Linked DNA regions of Hordeum vulgare: region 1 is linked to region 2. A link is a contact called in public Hi-C data. All regions are on one chromosome and are shown on one strand. The core of a region is the stretch at or near the end of the contact, and the rest is flanking DNA. Distances in the headings are between cores, read along the strand shown.

What was found. Hi-C and Micro-C count contacts between places; a contact is called where the count stands out from the background.
Region 1: a Hi-C map of leaf shows a contact between it and region 2, with 2.1 times the contacts expected there. The contact joins two enhancer-like sites. A contact is called at or near these places in 3 of 6 Hi-C or Micro-C datasets (leaf and seedling).

The regions. Positions count from the first base shown.
Region 1 is chr4H:516,969,470-516,976,383 of MorexV3_pseudomolecules_assembly, forward strand. No RefSeq gene overlaps it. Among protein-coding and RNA genes, the nearest start is that of LOC123449232, 74 kb to the left of the region's middle. Within about 2 kb of position 1,267, at least 1 of the 3 cell types and tissues checked has open chromatin away from gene starts, as enhancers often do. A contact at or near this core is called in leaf, where this site is marked.
Region 2 is chr4H:516,906,458-516,913,184 of MorexV3_pseudomolecules_assembly, forward strand. LOC123449232 reads left to right here. Exons shown (of 2, transcript XM_045126373.1): 2 at 832-1,113. The coding sequence ends at 1,039. Among protein-coding and RNA genes, the nearest start is that of LOC123449232, 11 kb to the left of the region's middle. Within about 2 kb of position 4,809, at least 3 of the 3 cell types and tissues checked have open chromatin away from gene starts, as enhancers often do. A contact at or near this core is called in leaf, where this site is marked.

The DNA of each region.
Region 1 (6,914 bases), core at 17-2,516, 59 kb after region 2:
AAGTAATAGCAATTATGTATAAGTTCGTAGACCATCCAACAACGACTACAAGCAATGGAACGAATTGAAGGCACAATGTCATCGTCGTCCCACCTCATGAGAGCCGAACAAACCTTGTTGGACAAACCTTCTTGTTGTAAACAACTGGAAAGTCGTTGTGCTGAGGTCCGAGAAGACCTGTGCATCAGAACAACAACCGTCGCCGAAGAAAAGAAGTGTAGATTCAAAGGATCCAACCTATAAAGACACGAATGCGGATGAACGAAGACATGATCCAAACATATCCATCAAAGAAAAGTACCGAACGAATCCCGTGATATCGGTCGGAGACACATCTCTACACGCCGCAAAACTTATTCCATCATCAAAAAGTCGACGCCGGCTCATCTTTCTGAATAAAACACAAATCCTAAGCAAACTAAATATCACATGTAAAAACGGAGGAAGAGATCTTCCACGGGCAAGAGCCAAGGTCCACCATGTCATCATGGCCCTAAGGCCACGGAAGGCGATGCAGATCCGTGGCGACGCCGGCAAGAGCAGTCTTGAAACTCTCGTCCATTCCTAGGAGCGCTCTTATACGAGGACAACGTCTTACTATATGTACAGAGGGAGTACCAAGGATAGAAATTGTCGATGTCTCTTGTGTGTGGCCCTATGGAGGATCAACTCAACTCTGCCTCAATTTCTTTGTTACACCGGAATAGATTCAGGTGAATCTGCCTAAAGATGAAGGTATTTAATAGCTCGGCGTTCAAGAGCTTAATTCCGACATAGTTGGTCCAGAAAGCAAGCAATACATAGGTAATATAGCAACAAACTTGGAGCTCAAGAGCTTAAAATTTTCAGGTTCTAGAGCCCTCTGTAGTCTGCGGGCATAACAGCACCCTTTCGACCCTAACGTGGCCGCACTGACGAATTTAGAACCCATCGTGCTGCACTCGCCCACGCAAGTCGGACGAGCTCGAAATAGTTGTCCCGATAGACATCCTTATCTGCCCAGTTGAGCGAGACACGGCTAGCCCCATGCCTCTGCCTTGCACACATGGGATCTGAAGCAGGGGTTGAGCCAGGTACTCACTAGTGTTCTTGGACCAAGGAAAAGAAGTGGCCAGATATGATAAACTGATAACGAGTGCGACGTCCCTTTCGACCGATCGTTCTGACCGATTGTTGTTCCGCTTCGACCGGCTTGGGACTACTGCAGCAACACACACAGGAGTCCATTTTCCACGGACGATTAGTGGCGAACCGAGGGACGTCAGGTAACTGTCCACCGTTTATCTGAAAGATACATGTGAATGTGATTGAGCTGTTTGTGTGTGCTTTAGCTGGTCTCAAACGTTCAGGATCAACGCATGTTAATAGTGGTATACATGCTATGTATCTGTACATGGCAGATTCCTGATTAAGTTCTGGCAGAGCGACGGAAACGTGTCCTCATGGTAGCGACGAGCGGCAGCTATATCGTGAACCGGATGAGAACGGATGAGCTCGGTTTTGACGGTCGACCCGGCATCGTTCTCAGGCCGTGCGGTTTTGATTTGATTTGATTGGATTGGATTGGACTGCGTGCTCCTGATCAAAAGATTTTGTCGCCCGTCTCGTCACTCGTCAGGAAAAAAGATTGGAGCATTGGCGCACGTAGCGGCAAGAGCGGACGATCGATGCGACCTCAAAAATCTCAAAATCAATCGGCGTTGCATGTCAAGTCGTACCGACTGATTCGCGTGGCATGGTTTTGTTCTTACCCGGGCGGGCTTAACCGCGGCGGCGCTGGGAAAAGGCGATTCCTTCGGGGGGTGGAGCGTCGACCGCCGCTTGATGGACGCTGCATGTGATCTGCTGACAGTACCAAAGGTGCAATGAATCTCGGCCTCATAATGTACTCATCCATTGGGAAGACTAGGAAAAGGGCCCGTGAGATTACAACGGGATTAAAGTTTATTGCAGTCCAACATTCTTAATACAATCACTATTATTTCCTAAAAGATTAGTACAACGGGAGTAATAAGTATGGTAAAATATCCCAAACATCAAGAAGAATTGTTGTTTGAAGACCATCTTTGCAAAAAAAGTCAAACAAATGCATAGGTTATTTTATTTTTTGTGAGTGAAAGTGTATGCATTATTCGACTTGCATGTCGTGTTTCGCTAATGAGTAAAGATCAGAATGCAGGATGACTGGCCACAGTCAAATTTAATGTACTTTGTATTGTTGAAGTTATTAAGATAAGCATTGTAACTATTTTTTATCTCAATTGGCTAAAGCAACAAATTTTGGAAGTAGCACTAAAATTAAGTATGCAATCACTTCATCTTTCGATGAGAGAATTGATCAAAATGTAATTCATTGTCATTGATTAAATTCTGAAGACGTAGTTAAAAAGCTCCCAATATATATGCAGACCCTTATACTGCTGAGAGCTAACCCACCATCAATTAACCGTGCATGTAATTTTCTCCCAGGTTAATCCTCCTTTGATTTTATACATGTATAGAATGAGTGTGCAATGTGCATGACCCATTTGATCCCTTTAAATCACCATGCCTCCCTAGACCAGCAAAATTTGTGGTTGGCTCAGATCCCAGGAATCTGTTCCGACTTTAGAGAATCTCGTCACGGAAGGTGTTTTGCTGGCTCAGAACATAATCAGCTCGCGAGCGCGTGATGAAGAAAGTTCCCCACAACCCGCGCAAGGAGAAATAATTTGTTTTACTTACCATGTAAAGAAAGGATTTAGGTCGCCCGGCTCAAAGTTCTCTAGAGATCTCCTTCACCTTTTCAACCTCACGCCTCAGGATATTGGTCCCAATTCAATGACTAATATCTACCAATTCCAGGTGCTCTGTGAAGCGTATCTTTAAATTGAGTCATCTGTGACTCTTTTTTAGAGAGTTCTTCGATTTGAACCACCAAACTATAGTTAAAAATGGCCCCAGCGTGGAGCTTGACGGTGTTTCCATTCAAAAAAGGAAAACTAGTCCTTTCCCAAAACTTGGTTCTACTGCAAGAATACTGCTCGTGCGGACCAAAACCCACTGCCGGGTTATAGATTGGAGCAACTTGGTTCTGACGTTGAATTCCCGGGTTGGCCAACTGATGAAGGAAGAAAAATAATGGCATAACCAAGACATTCTTTTCTCACTCCAAAGAAAAATGAAGACCCATTACATATTCTGACTTGCTGGACAGCTTGCCTTCTATATATTCCCTGGACTCAATTCCTTTCATTCTTTTGATGACCATGTGTAGAATGGTGCAACGTGCATGTCTCATGGATTTTGTTCTTTAACTTAAACTCTCTTCCAGCCTTTGCTTATTGATTCCATGATAGGTCCTTGATAAGCAGGAAACTGAAAAGCCTATATAAATTGGATGTATTAGATGTAAGAAGGCAAAGTGGGACTATCTAAAATAAAAAACAACATTTTGAACCAAAACGTCCACTATCTTAGTTGGCTTTGAAACCATCATCAATTATTGCCTTGCAGTCACTTATGTGCACTAGCAGAAATAAGGGCTTTCGTCCCAGCTCGAAAAACACATTAGTCCCGGTTCCTTTACGAACCGGGACTAATGTTAGTATTAGTCCCGATTCGAGTGGCAAAGGCGCCGGTCGGGCATTAGTCCCGGTTCAAATGGGACCTTTAGTCCCGGTTCGTGTCTCGAACCGGGACTAAAGGGTTTGGAGGATTTAGTCCCGGTTCGTGTCTTGGACCTTTAGTTCCGGTTCGTGTCTCGAACCGGGACTAAAGGGTTTGGAGGATTTAGTCCCGGTTGGTGTCTTGAACCGGGACTAAAGGATAGACCTTTAGTCCCGGTTCGTGACACGAACCGGGACTAAAGGTGTTCGGATTATTTTTTCTGTTTTTAAATTCTTGTTTGTAGTTTCTGTTTTAAATTGCTTATATCTTTTAGGATATTTGATGTTTTTGATTGATTCTTTTTTGCATTAGATTCAAAATTTTGTCTAGTTTCTGTTTGTGCCATTAGTTTTTAAATTTGAATGGTTTTAAATTTGAATTTGTTTAAATTTGCTTCAAACCCAGTTTTTGAATAACTTGAGTTTACAAATAGTTTTTAATTTAATTCTTTTTGCTCCCACTCATGTGTTAGATTGTTGTCACAGTAAGATTTATTTGGTTATTTTAGAATAATTTAAATTAGGATTTTAATTAAAGAAATATTGTTTTGCTTATATAGTTGTTTTAGTCATTTAATTGTTGTTTTTTATTATTTTTAGTTAGTTCTTTATGTAGATTTTAACATCTTGTAGTATGGTGCATATTTAATGCAAAAACAAAAAAATCTACAGTTCAATTAATTTTAAAAAAAAGCCTTGTAGCAGATGGGTTTTCGTCTGAAACCTTGATACTTTGAGTTTTGTGGAAAATAAACAAAAATGATAAAATCTTCAAAAAATAAACAAAAATGATAAAATCTTCAAAAAATAAAATCCTTTGAGATGTTGTTAGATTTTAGTGTCTAGTCGGTATAGAAATTTTGAGATATGAATTTTGACCGTTTTTGCAAAAAAAGGAAAAAAAATAAACGGCCATAACTTTTGCATACGACGCCCAAAAAAAATTAATATATAAAAAAAACTAGAAAAAATTGGTACTCGATTTCACCCGGGCTTGCCCGGTGAAGTTTTCTCACATGCTCAAAATTCCAAATGGAAAAAAAGTTATTTCAAAAAGAAGTTTTTTCCAAAAAAAAGAAAAATAATTTTATTTAAAAATATTAGGTTGTTTTCATTGAAATTCACTATTATTGTTACTTATTAAGTTTATTTTAATAATTGTTTGTAATTCAAAAAATTAAATCATGTGACATGACATCAAGACCCAAGTTGTTTAGGATTGATAGCTTACTATTGTTAGGAAAACAACAAGTGCACACTTGACAACTAGGGGCGATAGAACGAGAAAGTTAAGCGTGCTCGGGCTGAAGCAGTGAAAGGATGGGTGATCGGCCGGGAAGTTAGACGACGGGCCGGGACTAAAGGCCCTGTCCCCACTAGTGGTGGGCTGGTTTTCTTAGGCCTCAGTGTCGTGGATATAAGCCTGACAGTAGATGTGTAGGGTACGAAAGTAGAGGGCAGAGTCCTAGCTACGACAAGGTTGTATGAGTTCAGGCCCCTCTGCGGTGGAGGTAACAGCCCTACGTCTCAGTGCTCTTGGAGCTTTAGTGTCGAATGGAATATGAATGTTACAGAATGCGAACCCTTGTGCCAGAGGGGAGGGATGGCTTATATAGAGTGCGCCGCCCCTCATAAGTGTCCAGCCTTCAAGGGTGTAATAAGTGGGATTAAATGCATACATTACAGGTAAACAACAAGTGTACACTTGGCAACTAGGGGCGATAGAACCAGAAAGTTAAGCGTGCTCGGGCTGAAGCAGTGAAAGGATGGGTGATCGGCCGGGAAGTTAGACGATTGAAATGAGTGATTCACGCTAGAGCAGTGAGGATGGGTGATTAGAGATTAAATTGTCAAATAATTCAAAGATTAGAAAATTGGAATAAAACATAAAAAATATTCAAAAATAAAATTTGAAAAAAATTAAAAAAAATCTACCTTTTCGGGTCAAAAAAAAACGAGACGGATCCTTGCCCTATTTTGCCTCTCTTTTTCTGCGGCGAATGGATTCCCACGTGGAGCACCTTTGGTCCCGGCTTGGAACAGGGCCGGGACTAAAGGTTAGGCCTTTAGTCCCGGTTGGTGAACCGAGACTAAAGCCCCTTACAGGCCGGGACTAAAGGCCGTGTCCCCACTAGTGGTGGGCTGGTTTTCTTAGGCCTCAGTGTCGTGGATATAAGCCTGACAGTAGATGTGTAGGGTACGAAAGTAGAGGGCAGAGTCCTAGCTACGACAAGGTTGTATGAGTTCAGGCCTCTCTGCGGTGGAGGTAACAGCCCTACGTTTCAGTGCTCTTGGAGCTTTAGTGTCGAATGGAATATGAATGTTACAGAATGCGAACCCTTGTGCCAGAGGGGAGGGATGGCTTATATAGAGTGCGCCGCCCCTCATAAGTGTCCAGCCTTCAAGGGTGTAATAAGTGGGATTAAATGCATACATTACGGGTAACGTATGCCATAAAGGACATTAACTATAGTAGTCTAACGTCTGATCGTTACCCTTGCTGGAGTGGCTTCTCGTCTTCTATGTCGACTGGTTTCAGGTATTTACCGAGTGGAATCCAGTCGTCGAGTATTAGGTAACCTTCTGAGTGGTTCTTCACCGAGTGGATCAGAGGTTGTCTTAATTCAGTCGGTAAGTATCTTGTGATCCTTAAGCTAATAATGAGGTGCCCTTGGGTAGGTACTATAGGTCAGGCCTATGACCCTACCCTAGGGCTATAACCCCATAATTAGCCCCCGAATGGATCGAGGTTAGAGTGGTGAAGGTGCAACTGCAAATCTTGGTATAGCAGACTGAATTTGAATGTTCTTCAAAGTTTCGCCGAATTGGATGTCGATTGAAATCTTCATCATTCGCCTTGATCAATTCTGCTTGGCATAAAGTATCCGAGTGGATTCAAGGATGTGAGTGAGCAAACGAACCGCGCGTCTGATGGGATCTTTTGATGTGACCAATCGCCCTGTCACTTCCGGATTTTCTAGATTTGAAAATTTTGGTTGCAGCGCGTTACGCGGTGGTGACGTCATCGCTATAAAGTGGACCCCGTCGCCTCGATTCTTGCGCCTCAATCTCGGCCACGTACCTTGCGGTTGCTCGCGAAGAGATATGTCAAGGGTCCACCTGCGAGAGACTCAGTCGGTGGGTTATAAAGGCTTTCAGCACTAGGGTTTGGAACGTCATCGTCTTCATCCTCTCCTCTGCTCTTCCTCCTCCTTAGCCACCAGCGCACACATAAGCGACCAATCTCGCCGATGTCACTATGACGAA
Region 2 (6,727 bases), core at 3,559-6,058:
TACCTCGGTTCCAGAATATAAGGTGTACCGATATTCGTGCAAGTCAAATTTGTGTATGTTTGACCAAGATTATAGAATAAATATTGACATTTACAATACCAACCAACAACCAACAACCAAGCCTTTCAGTCCCAAACATGTTGGGTTAGGCTAGAGTTGAAACCCATAAGATCTCGAAGCCAAGTCATGGCTCTGGAACGTGGATAGCTAACTTTCACACACCCCTGTCCATGGCTAAGTCTTTGTCGATATTCCAAACCTTCAGGTCTCTCTTAACGGACTCCTCCCATGTTAAGTTTGGTCTACCACGACCCCTCTTAACATTCTCAGCACGCTTTATCCGTCCGCTATGCACCGGCGCTTCCGGTGGCCTCCGTTGAATATGTCCAAACCATCTGAGACGATGCTGGACCAACTTCTCTTCAATCGGTGCTACCCCAAGTCTCTCTCGTATATCGTCATTCCGTACCCGATCCTTCCTTGTGTGGCCACATATCCATCTCAACATGCGCATCTCTGCTACACCTAACTGTTGGATATGTCGTGATGTATCTAATGAAAATACTTTTCGTGATGTATCTAATGATGCAAATCTGGTATTGTAGATATTGATATTTTTCCTTAAAACTTGGCCAAAAATGCACATGTTTGACTTTTGAAAAACTAACACACCTTATATTTTGGAACAGAGGAACGGAGAAGCTAATCTCATTTGGTTATTAAAAATGCTCCATGTGCCTATCCTGTTTATGCTCTAGTTAAAGACCAGCCTACTTGCTTATTCCCATTTGATTCAGTTTTACTTAATTCCTGTGTTCTTTCTTCTTTCAGGCGGGACCTGCGGGTTGCTCTCCTCTATGCTCTGCTGTTTTGTTGTCTCATGGTTTCGTGCTATGCCGCGCTTTACCTGAAATGGTTTAAACTCTCATCCCTCTTTGTAATTCTCGGAATCCTTCTTCCAGTAAGTCTCAAAGTCTCTAGGCATAGAAGGCTTAAAAGGAAAAGGGAGCGAAGATTGCTGTTGCCCTTGTCCATGTGAATATCTTTCTGATACCCTGTAAAATTTTAGTGAAGTGGCTCAACTACAATGAGGAAAAATCCTGGGTTTACTCATTTTTCCGGCCCTCGAGTATGTTGTATGCATTACATATTTTCCATGCATGCACATACATACATATGCGTCACCGCTCATCTCAGCTTTTGCCTTCTTTTCAAACTCGTGTCAATTGCAAAGTAATGACGTCTTTAGAAACTTATGAAAGCGGATCTCTTCAGATCCTGGTGCATTTGGTTGTGGATGCAATCATGTGAAATATCTGGTCAATTGTCGCATCAGTCGGTCTGGTGTGCCAAGCGAGCCGCTTTAGCATTATTTAGCATGCCAAGTGCGAATATAATCGCCCATCTCAGGCTTCCAGCTTCTCTGTTGCAGTTCACCTAGATCAAATTTCTTTCCTGTGTTGCTATTGTCGGCAGATCGTCCACTGCACGGCGTTGCTATTTCAAATTCTCGATCCTTTGACGCACACTGTTTCAAGTAGTATATCCTGCTTGCCGCCTGGGTTTCTTGAGCCCGTTATGCCTGGTAAATGCATCACCAGGATAACTAGTCCTAGTCGGAGCAGAAATAGTGCGGTTCAGGCGCGCCGCTGCTGCTTATATTGTTTGTGACCTTGAGGCGCCTGGCATCTGGTCTTTTAGGTTCAAGTTTATCCTTGGTACGGCACAGAAGCAGTAACAATGTTATATATCTGGTGCACGTTTCGTGATCTGACAAAGGGATCTTGTGCGTTGTCGCAACACCATCGGTCATAGACAGGTCAGGCAAGGGCTTAGGGTTTAGGGGTGCAAGCGGCCCTTTTTTTTCTTTTTTCTTTTCTTGTAAAGCCTTTAAACCTCCATTCGGAAATAACTGACGTGGTTTTAGCTCAAGGGAGTAGCTCATAATTTGGCGTGGCCGCGTCGCCCAGCACTTAGCCGGCCCACGCGCGCTACTGCTCCGTTTGACGCCCATACTCTAGCTTGGGTCAGTGCTGTGGCCGCGCCTGTACTGTACGTGGTGCTCCAGATGTGTGCTGTGCCCGCTGCCAAGTTGTAGACAGTAGACACCATCGACCATGTTCCCAAATCTACTCAGCCCTCCATTATCGCCACATTCATTCCTGTGGTCATTTGCGCTTGATCACAAGTGGACGGGTTTGTCGTCTACCGCGGGAGGGAACCATCGTCCAGTATCTATCTCGCTCGGACCGCCGGGTTGGAGTTCATCATCACAGCTTCAGACCAGACGGCACCAAATATCCGTGCCACTCGAAATTTCAGCACATGCTTGCACAATTTGCCACCTTTGAGTGCTTCCGTATTTTGACTGCCCAGCTGCTTCATGTGCGTGCGTGCGTGCACTCGGCCGTCGAGTAGCCTATCCCTATCTATCTATATCTATCTATCTATCATCCGAGCATGTGTGTTCAAGTAGCTCGGCCGCTCGCGATTTCTGCGTTTAGTGGGCAAATGCATGTGTCCACTCACACGCACACACAGTGCTCCAAGGTGGGCCGATCGAAAAGCCATTCATAGCTTAGCTTATATATAGGGCCTTCCCTCCGTCTTTTACCAGAAAGGCCCGCACCTTGCAGGGCCACGTACGTCGTGGCGTTGCACGAGCGAGCGCCTCTCCTAGGATACCTACCATATCCAGCGACAACAATTTCACTATATCAGTGTGTCGTTGACCACTAACCAGACCTGGTTCGATTGGCATCATCTGCGCTACCTGCATGCATGCCGATCGAGTAGTACAAACCCTAGCTTTTTCTCGTCACTTGATAAAAATTCTACGTGTCTTTCGCTGTCGCGAGAGCCCCTGCATTTGCGTCTTCTTCAGGTAGTCTTTTTTTTTTCTTTGGTTGCGAGGTGAGCTTTACGCGGCAAAATAGGGGAAAGCAAGAGAGCATTTCATGTCTGTGTCCCCGCGAGTGCCCAACGGGGCGATAAGCCGCGACGTTGCGGCCAAGGGGGCGGTGACAAGTGGCCGTGACAAATGATGGCTAGCCCATTTAGGATCTGAGGCAGCAGCCCAATTCAACACACTTCAGCATGCACTACTCACCCTTTTCCATCTAACCTGGTCAGTTCTTGGGGACATCAATCTGATGCTAAGCTCATCAAGTGGCCCTTTGATCTTAACAGCCTCTTTGTCTCTCGAGCAGTCGACACATCCTTGTGCACTTGCGTTCGCGCTTTTTAGTTTTTTTATATGGGTAAAAGTATATGCTGTAAATATATATATATATATATAGCGAGAGAGTCTAATGTATGGAGGCCTTTCTTTCTTTTCGCCCCCGCATCATCTTTTTGTTCATGCACGTTCGTGAATCATGGTGTCGAGGGACATCAAAACATCTTTCCCGAGACTACTTGCTGTTCTACTTCCCTTTCCCTTTTTTAACCTGCTGATGATGGCTGGCACAGGGTCTGCCGACACGTCTTCTAGTGAAATGAGGTCAAATCAGCGCTCACTCGAAAAGTGTATTAGGTTCCATATGTACTACATGACATATGGTTAATTTGTTACTATCAGGCTTCAGGAAAGCTGCAGGCCAGCCAGAACAGGCTGAGCTAACTGCCCAACAGATAATTCTGTCATCAAATAGTAGTAGTAATCGCACAGTGCTCTTCGGTGGTTGCCTTGTTTTTTTCTTTCTTTCGACGTGCCTGCCAATCAACAACAAGCCGACGATAAGCACTGTTGCAACTTGCAAGGGGCTTGGTGTGACTCATGAGTAGCGGAATGGGCTGGGGTCATGCAATGCAATATGCAAAGGCAAAGCCCATGCATGCATGCAGCACGCATCCTCTTTTTCTACCAGTCAAAGGCTTTTTTTCCAGCCCTCCTACGCTTAGCACTGTGCGAGCTTTCTGGTGGCAATGGCATGGCCATGCCTGTTGTAGGAGCCCCGTAATCATGCTGCACGGGCCATTGCAAAAGGAGGAAAGATATCACCCCCAAAAGAAACGGCCAAAAGTGCGGCCACGAAAGAACTGTTGCATAGTTCGAGAAATGGAACTGACTAGACTAGAACATGCACGACAGGGTTACCGAAAGTTCTTCACAACGTATCTTCTGGGAAATTGTACTAGCGCTTTCCCGTAAAGTTCATACGGCGCTCAGGCCGTGAGCCTGCGACTCACGCATGTTGTCGACGTGTTTGATGGACGCCCACCGTTTCGTCTTGCGTGCCGCTGGGACGTGTGAACTGTTCCTGATTCTTGTATACGTAGTATGCGTTGGTTGAGTATTATTTCATGTGAAGTTTCTCATTTCCCAGGGGTACCGGTGGCTCAGCTGATCGATCTGCATGGTACTATATATCATGCACGAAACCCTCATTGAAACTGTTATAGCACACATTCATGCTACCGTGTTGATAAACGTGTGTAAACAAAAGAGAAAATAAATAACTAAGCATTAGCGAAATAATGGTCCAGCCCCACCCGATCGATCGATCGCCCGCCGATGGAACAGTGAACAGCGTCGAAGAAGGAAACCCGTACCATAAGTACTAGTACTACCTCAGCTAGCATATATACCATGCTCCTACAAAAGAATTCAAATGGCAGAGAAGAGGTCGCCCCACATTAATCTGCAAACTTTTTAGTCCCGTCAGTCAGCGACCCCAGCTAGCTGCAGGCCAGCAGCTGAGAAAAAAAAATGGCGAATAAATAAGCCTCGACGCGGCGGGACAAAGAGACGTACGCGATCCATCCCGTTGGTACGGCCGTCGGGACCGTCGCCGTCGCCGTCCACATGTTAGCGTGCGATCGATCCCCTGTGCATGCACCCGACCCGACCCAAATATCCGGTCCGTGATCGACCGAGCTAAGCTACGACCACCCATGGATGGACGATCGATCGATCCATCGTCCACGCAGGCTTCTTCTTCCGAACAGTGGGCTGCAGCTGTGCGGTCTTAATGGTGGATCGCGCGGGAGATCCATGGGCACACACGCACACCCACCCACCCACACTGCGCTCGACTCCAAGGTGCAAGGCCTTCCAACCCCGGGGGGGCCCGTCCCAATGATATGCAGGACCATGAATAGTGCGTGCGTGCGCCAGCTAGGGTCGTCACTGTCACTCCCGCCCGCCCGCGAGATATGCAATCTGGTGTGCAGTGATGCGCGCATGTGTAGCTCGCCGCCAGCCGCGTCGTGGTGACCAGGCCGGCCTGACAGCGGCGGGGGAGGGCGACGTACGGCGGATGGGGCCGGGCTGCGGGCCGTACGGCGCTGGACCGTGCGCGGAGGCGGGGGTTCGCCCGTCGGGGTCGCCGTGGCTGTTGGCCCGTTCATGCATGGGGGACCGGTCGGTGTAGTTCGGGCGCGTACGCGTTCGTCCGATCGGTCGGCACGGCACGGACGGCGCTCTCCTTCCCTGGCATGTCCGGGGTCACGTGCGTCAGCGAGTGCGTGCGCGCCCGACGCCGACGCCCCGCGCGACGGCGACGCCGGTGATGCGGTGTGCCGTGCGACCGACGCATAGCGGCAGCGGGAAGAGAAGACCACTGTTTTTCCGTGGCCGCCCACCGCCACCACCTTGCCCCGCCCGTCCGTGCGCTTGATTTTGCAGCTTGGCTGCTGGGCCTGGGCTGGCCAGTCCATCGTCCAACGGTCGGTCGTTGGGTTCCATCCAGCCTTGCTCGGCTGTTGGAATCAATTGATGCTTGACAGGATTAGGATCGGGTCGTGTTTAGCTGGCTAGCTGCTGACACGACTCATGATCCCTAAGTTCTTCTTTTTCCTTTTCAGCTGGTGGTTGCTAATTACATTCACCAGATCGGACGATGCGTGTCGTCATGCATATGCATATGGGCGTGCATGCATGCATGGATGGCGGCTGGTAAAGCGTGTGCGTAAGTTGTGCATTTTAGGTGTGCTGTATCGGCTGTTGTTCTCGATACGTTATGTGGATGAATTGAAAACAACACCGGTATTAGATATGTGAAGTAAGAGCACTTTACATTATCGAGTTTGTAGGTGTGAGGGGTGGCTTTGGATGGATTAATGTATACTTTTGTTAAATCTTTATGGAATAATTAATAAGATGGCTGCACCGAAAGTTTAACTTTTTTTTTAAAAAAAAAGCATGCATGCATGGAACCGTCTCGTAGCCGTCGCGCCTGTGCCGGCTGAGAAGGGCCAAGGGTCACGTTGGCCCCACCGTTGGCCCGAGGAACAATTGCTCTACTCCTGGTTGTGGACCTTGTGGTTGTGGAACGCTGTACTACTGCGGATCTGAACTGTTCACACGAGTATACTCTGTTGAGTTCTACCCAATGCGGCGTTTGCATGACCTGCGCGCAGAGCTGTAGATCGGCATGCAAGCAACAGGCTGAGCACGTGAAGAGTCGAGCAGTCCTACTAAGCTGCGGCGGCACCAAAGAGTCGTGTATCGATTACACCGTACGATTAATCATGCGTGCGCTGTATGTATTCGTGTCTACAAAACCTGCGGCGAGATCGGCAAACAGTCGCTTGGAATGTCAGTTCGCATGTGCCGCCCGCATATACAAAATCTAATTCGCACCCTTTGCCGTAAACGAGGCTGGTTGAAGCACGGGAGAAGTACATGCAAGACTACAAAACTAAGATATATATTACTCCTTCGGTTTTTATTTACTCCTCCTATTAATTTTGACCGGAGTCAAATTTTATACAGTTTGATCAA